Regions from separate parts of the Mus musculus genome. Here region 2 is linked to region 1. A link is a contact called in public Hi-C data. All regions are on one chromosome and are shown on one strand. Each heading gives the region's core, a stretch centred on a gene start, on an enhancer-like site or on the middle of the called end of the contact. The rest is flanking DNA. Distances are from core to core; before and after follow the strand shown.

What was found. A called contact is a pair of places that touch in the nucleus more often than the background predicts.
Region 2: a contact with region 1 is called in a Hi-C map of cortical neurons, with 1.8 times the contacts expected there. The contact joins two enhancer-like sites. A contact is called at or near these places in 2 of 484 Hi-C or Micro-C datasets (both in cortical neurons) and 3 of 115 datasets of contacts at active chromatin or transcription factors (embryonic basal ganglia, embryonic forebrain and forebrain).

The regions. Positions count from the first base shown.
Region 1 is chr14:77,172,042-77,176,123 of GRCm38.p6, forward strand. The region is part of intron 1 of Enox1 (ecto-NOX disulfide-thiol exchanger 1); the gene reads left to right. Among named protein-coding and RNA genes, the nearest start is that of Enox1, 17 kb to the left of the region's middle. Within about 2 kb of position 2,275, at least 21 of the 459 cell types and tissues checked have an H3K27ac peak or open chromatin away from gene starts, as enhancers often do. A contact at or near this core is called in cortical neurons, where this site is marked.
Region 2 is chr14:77,579,806-77,583,678 of GRCm38.p6, forward strand. It overlaps Enox1 (ecto-NOX disulfide-thiol exchanger 1), which reads left to right. Exons shown (of 19, transcript NM_172813.3): 10 at 2,591-2,824. Among named protein-coding and RNA genes, the nearest start is that of Gm52115, 15 kb to the right of the region's middle. Within about 2 kb of position 1,271, at least 61 of the 459 cell types and tissues checked have an H3K27ac peak or open chromatin away from gene starts, as enhancers often do. A contact at or near this core is called in cortical neurons, where this site is marked.

The sequences.
Region 1 (4,082 bases), core at 1,025-3,524:
ATGACCTTCATAGTCCCTGGCCTTCTGGGCACAGTGTCTCATCATTCTGTGTATCTGCTGTCTTTCTCTGTGAGGCTTCTTATGTGAGATGAGGCTCCATTTCTGAAAGAGGATACCTCCCTTTGGTCGGTGCTATTTCCAGTCTCCTGGAAAGACAGAGAGACGCTTGGAAACCTGGTTATGTCTCCCTTTGTAACATGTGTACGTTTACCTCTGAAGGACGTGCCACTGCTTCATCATAGACGTTTATAATGGAATGATATTTTGAGTGCCTAGCTAGTATCTTTGTTTTTTGTTTTTTTTTTCTTCTGGAACATTTAAGTTTATCGGGATTTTGGAGGCAAAGCTGTCCATTTATTTTGTCATGCAGACAGAATCAATAAATAGCCAGGTTATTTTTAAGTTTAATTTTCCCCTCACAAAATGCATGCCTTTATCAAATCAAATCAAATACTATAGAAGATGCGGGAAGAATAGACCATTCCTCAGAAACCCCAGAGACAGCCCATTGTTGACGCTTTAGAAAAGTGAGTGCCTCTGACTCTGCTGTGTGGAGGTGAGTGGGAGTGGGTGGGGTGTGGGGAGTGTATCCCCATAAAAACACTACATACAAATAACATTGTAAACAAATGGGATTTTGCTTTATATGTTAGTCTACAGTCTTCTGGGGTTTTCTTCCCTAATAAAATCTAGGCATTGTTTCATTTCAGATGTTGTGTATAACATTTATAATATTTATATTTTTAATGATTGAATACTGGATACTTTTTGTGCTGGCTAATTTTATGTCAACTTGACACAAGATAGAGTAACTGGAGAGGAGGGAACCGCAATTGAGAAAATATCACCATAAGATTGGGCTGTAGGTAAGCCTTAGGGTATTTTCATAATTAATGATTAATGGGGGATGGCCCAGCTCATTGTGTGTGGAACTATTCCTGAGCAGGTGCTCCTGGGTTCTGTAAGAATACAGGCTGGCTTGAGGAGCAAGCCAGTAAGTAGCACCCCTCCATAGCCTCTGCATCAGCTCTTGCTTCCAGGTTCCTACCCTGCTTGAGTTCCTGTCCTGACTTACTTTGATGATGAACAGTGATCAGAAGTGTAAGCCAAATAAACCCTATCCTTTCCAACCTGGTTTTGGCCATGGTGTTTCATTGCAGCAAAAGTAACTCTAACTAGGATGACTTTCATGGTAAGAAACAATTCTTGTGCCAAACTAGCCTAATAATGATAACCTATTGAAAAATTCCAAAGTGGATGCTCACAGTCAGCTATCGGATGGATCACAGGGCCCCCAATGGAGGAGCTAGAGAAAGTACCCAAGGAGCTAAAGGGGTCTGCAACCCTATAGGTGGAACAACATTATGAACTAACCAGTACCCCAGAGCTCTTGACTCTAGCTGCATATGTATCAAAAGATGGCCTAGTTGGCCATCACTGGAAAGAGAGGCCCATTGTACTTGCAAACTTTATATGCCCCAGTACAGGGGAATGCCAGGGCCAAAAAGTGGGAGTGGGTGGGTAGGGGAGTGTGGGGGGAGGGTATGGGGGACTTTTTGGGATAGCTTTGGAAATGTAAATGAGGAAAATACCTAATAAAAATATTTTAAAAAGAAAGAAAGAAAAATTCTACTGCGGTAATTTGAATTTTGAGTGTTCCTCAAAGGTCCATCATGTGTTGGAACATGGCTGCCTTCATTGCTGCTAAGCAGAGGAAGTGGGTGTGTGAGTTCTTTCTTCTAGTGTTGTGTTCCACGGTGCCCCTTTAACTTTCAAATTGACGCTACTAATCACATCCCGCTTTCTTGCATCCTAACTGATGGCAGAGAGAGGAATACAATATTGAGTTTTAAGCTAAAAATGCAGCAGTGGAAAGATCCACCTGAGAACTGCTATCGAAATGTTTGGTGTTGCCAAAGGCTCGAATGTCATCTACCATAGACAGGAGACAAGGAAGTCAGCTCAGCAGAGAAGGGAAGAGCCTCGCCTGCAGACATTGACTCTGAGTTGTGACTTTTTATAGGCAAGAATATGGAAAGAGGCCAAGGAATGCAAACAGACAAGATAAGGGGGATATGATAGATGCACAGGTGTTTCAAAACTATAAATATGCTAAAGAAATACTAATAATTGCCAAACGAGAAAGGTTTATCATGGGAGCACGCTCACCTCCGTGACAGAAAATTTGATTACAAGGTAGAGGATGGTAGAGTTTGAAAGGTGTTTGCACTTGTCTGCCGTTTTTAATTGGCTCAAGTATGTTAGGATGACGTGGATTTAGTGTATCAAACAACTCAATCAGAATGAGACAGAGAACAGCATGGTTTATGCATAAAGGGCAGCCTAGGAGAGGCAAATGCATATATGGAGGAAAAGAGAAGGATCCGGTGAAGAAGAAGAATGGCTTCAAGCAGTTTCACAACACACCCAGGCCCTCTGACATTTAGAACATGGAAGAGTTCTTTGCCAACATGGGCCGAGAGCTGTGCCCCAGCTCTCTTGGCCTCCCTCGCCTGCTCCTTCTCTAATCGCTGGATGCCAGGTGGAGCTGGAGGGCACTGACAGATTGAGTGGTCCTGGTGAGTCTCGGATTGCATCTGGCAGCAAGCGCATCGTTCTCCACAGGCGCCTGCTGGCCGCTACACACTGCCTGCGTCGTCGTGGTCTCTGCCAGTGGACAGCTGATTCTGAGCCACGGGGGAGAGCACAGAGCTTTGGCAAGTGCTGTGCGTGGCAGACCCTGCTCACTGTTAAGTGCTTTAGGGGGCTGCTGAGTGCATTCTTTCCCACTGACGCCCTAATGAACCCATTACAGAGTGTTTGCTTGTAGTGAGTGTTTCCTTGGTCCGCCTCTATTGAGAACAGACAGACTCCCTTGGCCAACTGCACTGATCCTAAGAAACTTTCCTTTAATGCATGCTTTGCACTTCCCCTCCAGAGCCTGAGACAGCTGCTGCCTACCCCTTTAGCCAGTTGCTGGGAATAGCCGTGGGCAAACGATGATGCTGTTGTCTTTAACAAAAGCCAGCAAAATAGATGCAGAATAAAGTTGAGCGTCCAGCGTGCTCCAGGGCACCGCTTCTGGTCCCAGTGATAAAGTGACATGGGGACACCACCAGAGCTTGTCACTGAGCATCATGTGCTTGAGTGAGCTTTGGTGTCCGACGGGTCCATCCTCCTCTTGTTATCAAAGATGCGGTTGCAAACCCCCAAAGCTCCAAGTTTGTGCCCACATCCCTTTATAGTCTCCAAATCTTAGCGTGAAATCTTTAGTACCCCAGGAAAGCCAAATTAATGGTGAGTCAGAGTAATTAAGGCAAAGTAAATAATCTCCAAGGTTCTCACTCCCCCGTGAAACTAATTTCAAATCGCATCCTTCATGTGTTAAAAATAGTTCTCTGCTAATTCAAGATGCCCATGCACTGTGCTGGTGAAGTGCACTTCAGCTCTATTGAAAGGTTGCAGATTTAGAGAGTTATTTTCAATTGGGCGCTTTTTTTTTCTCCCCAAGAGAGGTATTCATTTTGGCACCAGGAAAGCGTGAATCTCTATGGGTGAGCTGAGATGCTGCACACAGCTGACGGGCCAACGAGCCTACCAGGACATGTCGAGCCTACCAGGACATGTCACTGGAACAGCCTCATCTTCCTTTAAGTGAGAACTTAAGTTAATAAGAACATCCTTCTGTCCAGTGAGGAGGTTCATTCAACTTCTGCAGGGGTTTTGATTAGTCCCAGCTTGACCTTGTCTGTGTCTACTTATTTAGAACATAAGTATCCGTGGCCCCCCAGGGATGACTCTGTCAGTAAAGAACCTACTGAACAAGCATGAGATACTGAGTTTGGGTCCACAGAAGCCGTATTGAAGCTGGGCTTGGAAACACATGTTTGTAACCTCAGCACTGGATATAAGAATAAATATATTTATTAAATATATATTTATTTATATATTTATTAAATATATATATCCCTAGAGCCATTGACCAGTCAGCCCAGCCAAATCATTGAGCTCCAGGTTGCATGAGAAACCCTGCCTCAAAAAATAAGCTGGGCAGTGATGGCGGACACCTTTAATCCCAGCAC
Region 2 (3,873 bases), core at 21-2,520, 410 kb after region 1:
AGGCTAATGTTACCGTGGTACTTTGGAAGTATTTAGTTTTAGGTTACCCTCCCTGCCCTTTGCTGCTCCTCCAGCGACATTAGTGCCATCTGCCACCCTGCAGACTGCCTACCTAACTCAGAGCAAAGGTAACCCCCCCCCCCTGGGGTGGGAAAGAATCAAGTGAAACCTGGGCTCCACCCCCAGGTTTTCCTGATGTCTGCAGCCAGTCTCCATTGCCTTTCATTCTGTGTGAACCCCTGACAGGTTGAGGTTATCCCAGTACCTCAGAGACCTTGCCCAAGACGGGGATCCAGAGAATGTTAAATCCCTTACTGTACTTAAGCTCTCAACGAGAAACATAAAGTCTGGACATTCCACAGTGGAAATGAATAAAGATATTTTACCACACGCACAGTGGCACCCATCTCCTGGAGAGAGGAGGGCGTGGCTTTCCATCTCCCTAACCCAGATAAATTGTCATACTACTTCCACCTGTGGGTGGAATAGTCGGTTTACCAGCAGGACTCCTAGGTGAGGTCGATCACGTGTGTATGAAGCACACTGTGGGGATCTCTGAGTGTCAGACTGTTCTTAACAAAACAAACCCGGTCAGGATAAAGGACAGATGGTTCTTTCTGTCAGTGCCTGCCTGGAAATCTGGGTTCTTAGTCACTATAGTCAATCAAACTATTACTCAATGCTAAGACACTAACTTCACCCTGCGTGACTGAAGAATCGAGTAGGCGAATGTCCTTTAAAACACTAACACAAGCCAACTTTAAGACCAAACAGAAAACTTCGAAGACGCTAACAAAGATGAACAGTGCCAAATATATAGACATATGGAGGGAAATAGAGACTAGACAAACTCTGACGCTTCTTGGTAGCTCTTTTGAATCGGGAGGAAACACAGGCTCCACCCACTTCAAGCCTTTCACTGCCTCAGTGCAGAGAAGTCTCCAGCTTTGCTAGGGTGGTCTCTGCAGCTGAGACAGTCTGAAACCCAAGCTGTTGGGGGAAGGGACAGGAAGGAGAGAAGGTTACCACCACCACCACCCCTGTAATCTCCAGCAAGCCCAGCTGGAAAGCCTAATTTTAGGAGCACTTTCACATTTGAGGGCCAGGCTAAGTTTAGCCTCAGCCTCATCAGAGTCTTTTAATGCTGTAATGATGAAGCTCTGATGAAAGAGGACCAGAAAGGTTTTAGAGAGCCGGTTCTCTGGAATATGAGCAGAGAAAGTTGTTCCGACCAACTCAGACAGCTGGCCAGGACACAGCCTGCTGACGTCACTTTCCACAGCCCACCACCAAGTCAGCACTAATTCTGTTCACGTGTGGGCGGCTGTTTGCACCCAAGATGGGTACTGTTTTGTTTCCACCATCCTGTTGAAACCTGGAAGAGAGTTCAGTCTGATGAGATCTGTAGCAAGCACATTTGTAACTTTTTAAAAAGTGTAAAGTGCCCTGCTGGGGGAAAAGCCAGCTTCCATGGGGATTTGTGACTGGGCTTTAACTCAAATCCTACTGGGTAAGGATTGAAATGGTCCAGGACAAGGTGCAGGCAGCACAGCACAGCCTAGCTCTTCCCAAGTGCAGCTCATCTGCAAATCCCTTGCAAAGCAGAGGTGCTTATTTTTGCTCCCTTTCTCTAGCAGCCCCCCCTCCCAGATATGCTCCTGCTAAGACCTGAATTGATGTTGTGAAAATCTGAGTACTCCAAACTGAAGAATCAATCACCGTGCTGTGCTTTCAATTCTTCTAAATTTGAAGTTAGGCTGGCTGGCAGCATCCAGTCCTGTGTTGACCCCTCACGACCTCTCTCCCCCCTCATCCCCAATCACTATAAGATAGGTAGTGCTCAGTAAGTCCTCCCTTCCCCCTAAAGGTTCCCCCCTCCCCCCCTTTTCCTTTCTGGCCTAACTTTGGGCCCTTGCACAAGCCTATTGTGGCCTTCAAAGACTGCACAGATAATTTGTGTGGTCGTGCAGGCTGGATGAGGTACTGTGGGGCCTCTTGATTGAAGGTAACATATTCTCCCGCATGCCCCAGAGGATAAGTGGGAATAAAACAACATTGCAAAATTGCCTGGGTAATTGTGGCTTTGGTAGCGGCAGAGAAAAAAACCAGAGCGGCAGTGTTTGCTAGGGGAATGAGCAATAGGCTCCGAGTAAAGTTCTGAAATTTACTTTCCGGGCCCCTTCAAATATCATGGATGTTCTGTATTTACTCATACCCTGCCTCTTTGAAAAAGAATTTTTAAGAGTGCACATGCAATAGAGTTATAGAACATTGAAAACAAAAAGCAAGACAGACCCCCCCCCGACCCCCCCCCCAAGCCAAAGGGAGGAAGGCGTGGCCAGGATTTAGTGCTCGGTTAATGGTGCAACAGGAGCACTGTGAGGGTCCCTCTGGGAAAGTAACGTGGGGGGGGGGGGGAAGGGAGGTATATTTACCTCCACATCTGTGCTTAATGATTAAGTCTTTAAAAGGATACCTGCTTCCCATCCCCCAGAGACAAAAAGGTATCTTCTCTCCTGAGGCACAGTTGCTTAGCTTGTGGGAAATGTGTCCCCTGACTGGAGGTGACCTGGCTTTCCACTGCTTCTAGGTTACAGAATGCGATTAGGGTCGAGCACGGATAAAAAGGATTCCGGCCGCCTGCACGTGGATTTTGCTCAGGCCAGGGATGACTTCTATGAGTGGGAATGCAAGCAAAGGATGCGCGCCCGGGAGGAGCGGCATCGACGCAAACTGGAAGAGGACAGGCTGCGGCCTCCCTCGCCGCCGGCCATCATGCACTACTCGGAGCACGAAGCTGCCCTGCTGGCTGACAAACTGAAAGGTAAAGGGGGTGTGGGGGGGGGCGAGCTAGGATCTGCAGACCTCTGGGTTCCATCATCGGGCTAGGGACAGAGCCATTGCTTAGTCAGGCTCTCCTGTATGAAGGTCGGAAGGGCGGGGGTGGGGTGGGGGTGGGGGTGGGCCTCTGCAATGCCAGCAGCAGCCTGTGGTCCCCAGGAGGTGCTTAGTGAGTCAGGGCAGTGGCCTCACCGAGAAGTTGACCTTGTCTAGTGCTCTCTGAGTTCTGTGGACCATGTAGTTCTACCAGACACTGAAAGTGTTTCCAAGACATCTTACACACGATGTCTAGGGTTTGTAGAAGAGAAAAGAGAAATGTAGACAGGTCCCCTGTCCTAGAGGTGGAGTCGAAGGAACCTTCTCACACCTACAGATGAGTAACAATAGAAAAAGTAAGTCCTTAATTTTTGCCGGGGCCTTCCCTGGGTTGGAGAGTGAAGAAAATAAAGGATCCAAAGAAATAAGGATTAGACCTGCTGAACTTCAGTGATGACCAGGAAGGCAGGTTTTGAAATTAGTGTATGTATGGAGGCGAGGAGATGCACACATATATGCCTGTGTTGGGGTCTAGGGCTACTAGAGACCAAATGAATGAGCTGAATGATATCTGTTTTATATGACTATCTTATATGACTATTTTTATGACTGGCATTTTATAGGCAGTTGGTAGGAGGTGAACAGCACTCCTGAGGGTGCTGGCTACCAACAGTACTGTAGTGGGTCACAGTTTCTACAGGCAGGTGACTACAAGTAACTGAATGACTTTGAGCAAAGCTGATAGCCCTCCGTGTGGGAGCAAGGCATCCACAACATGCTTTGGGAATGCCAGCAAGTGTAACCTGAGCAAGGAAAGGGGTTGAGAATATCTTCAAAGAGCAGGCAGGATTTGAACTTGTTGGGATAAACAAGAGGTCTTTCTCCCAAGTTAGAAAGGTTCACAGAGGCAATCTAACCAGAGCCCGGAGCCCTAAGAACAAAGATGTACCAGAAACAAAGAGGATTTGGTTTGGGCACTGTGTTCCTAAAGCAAGG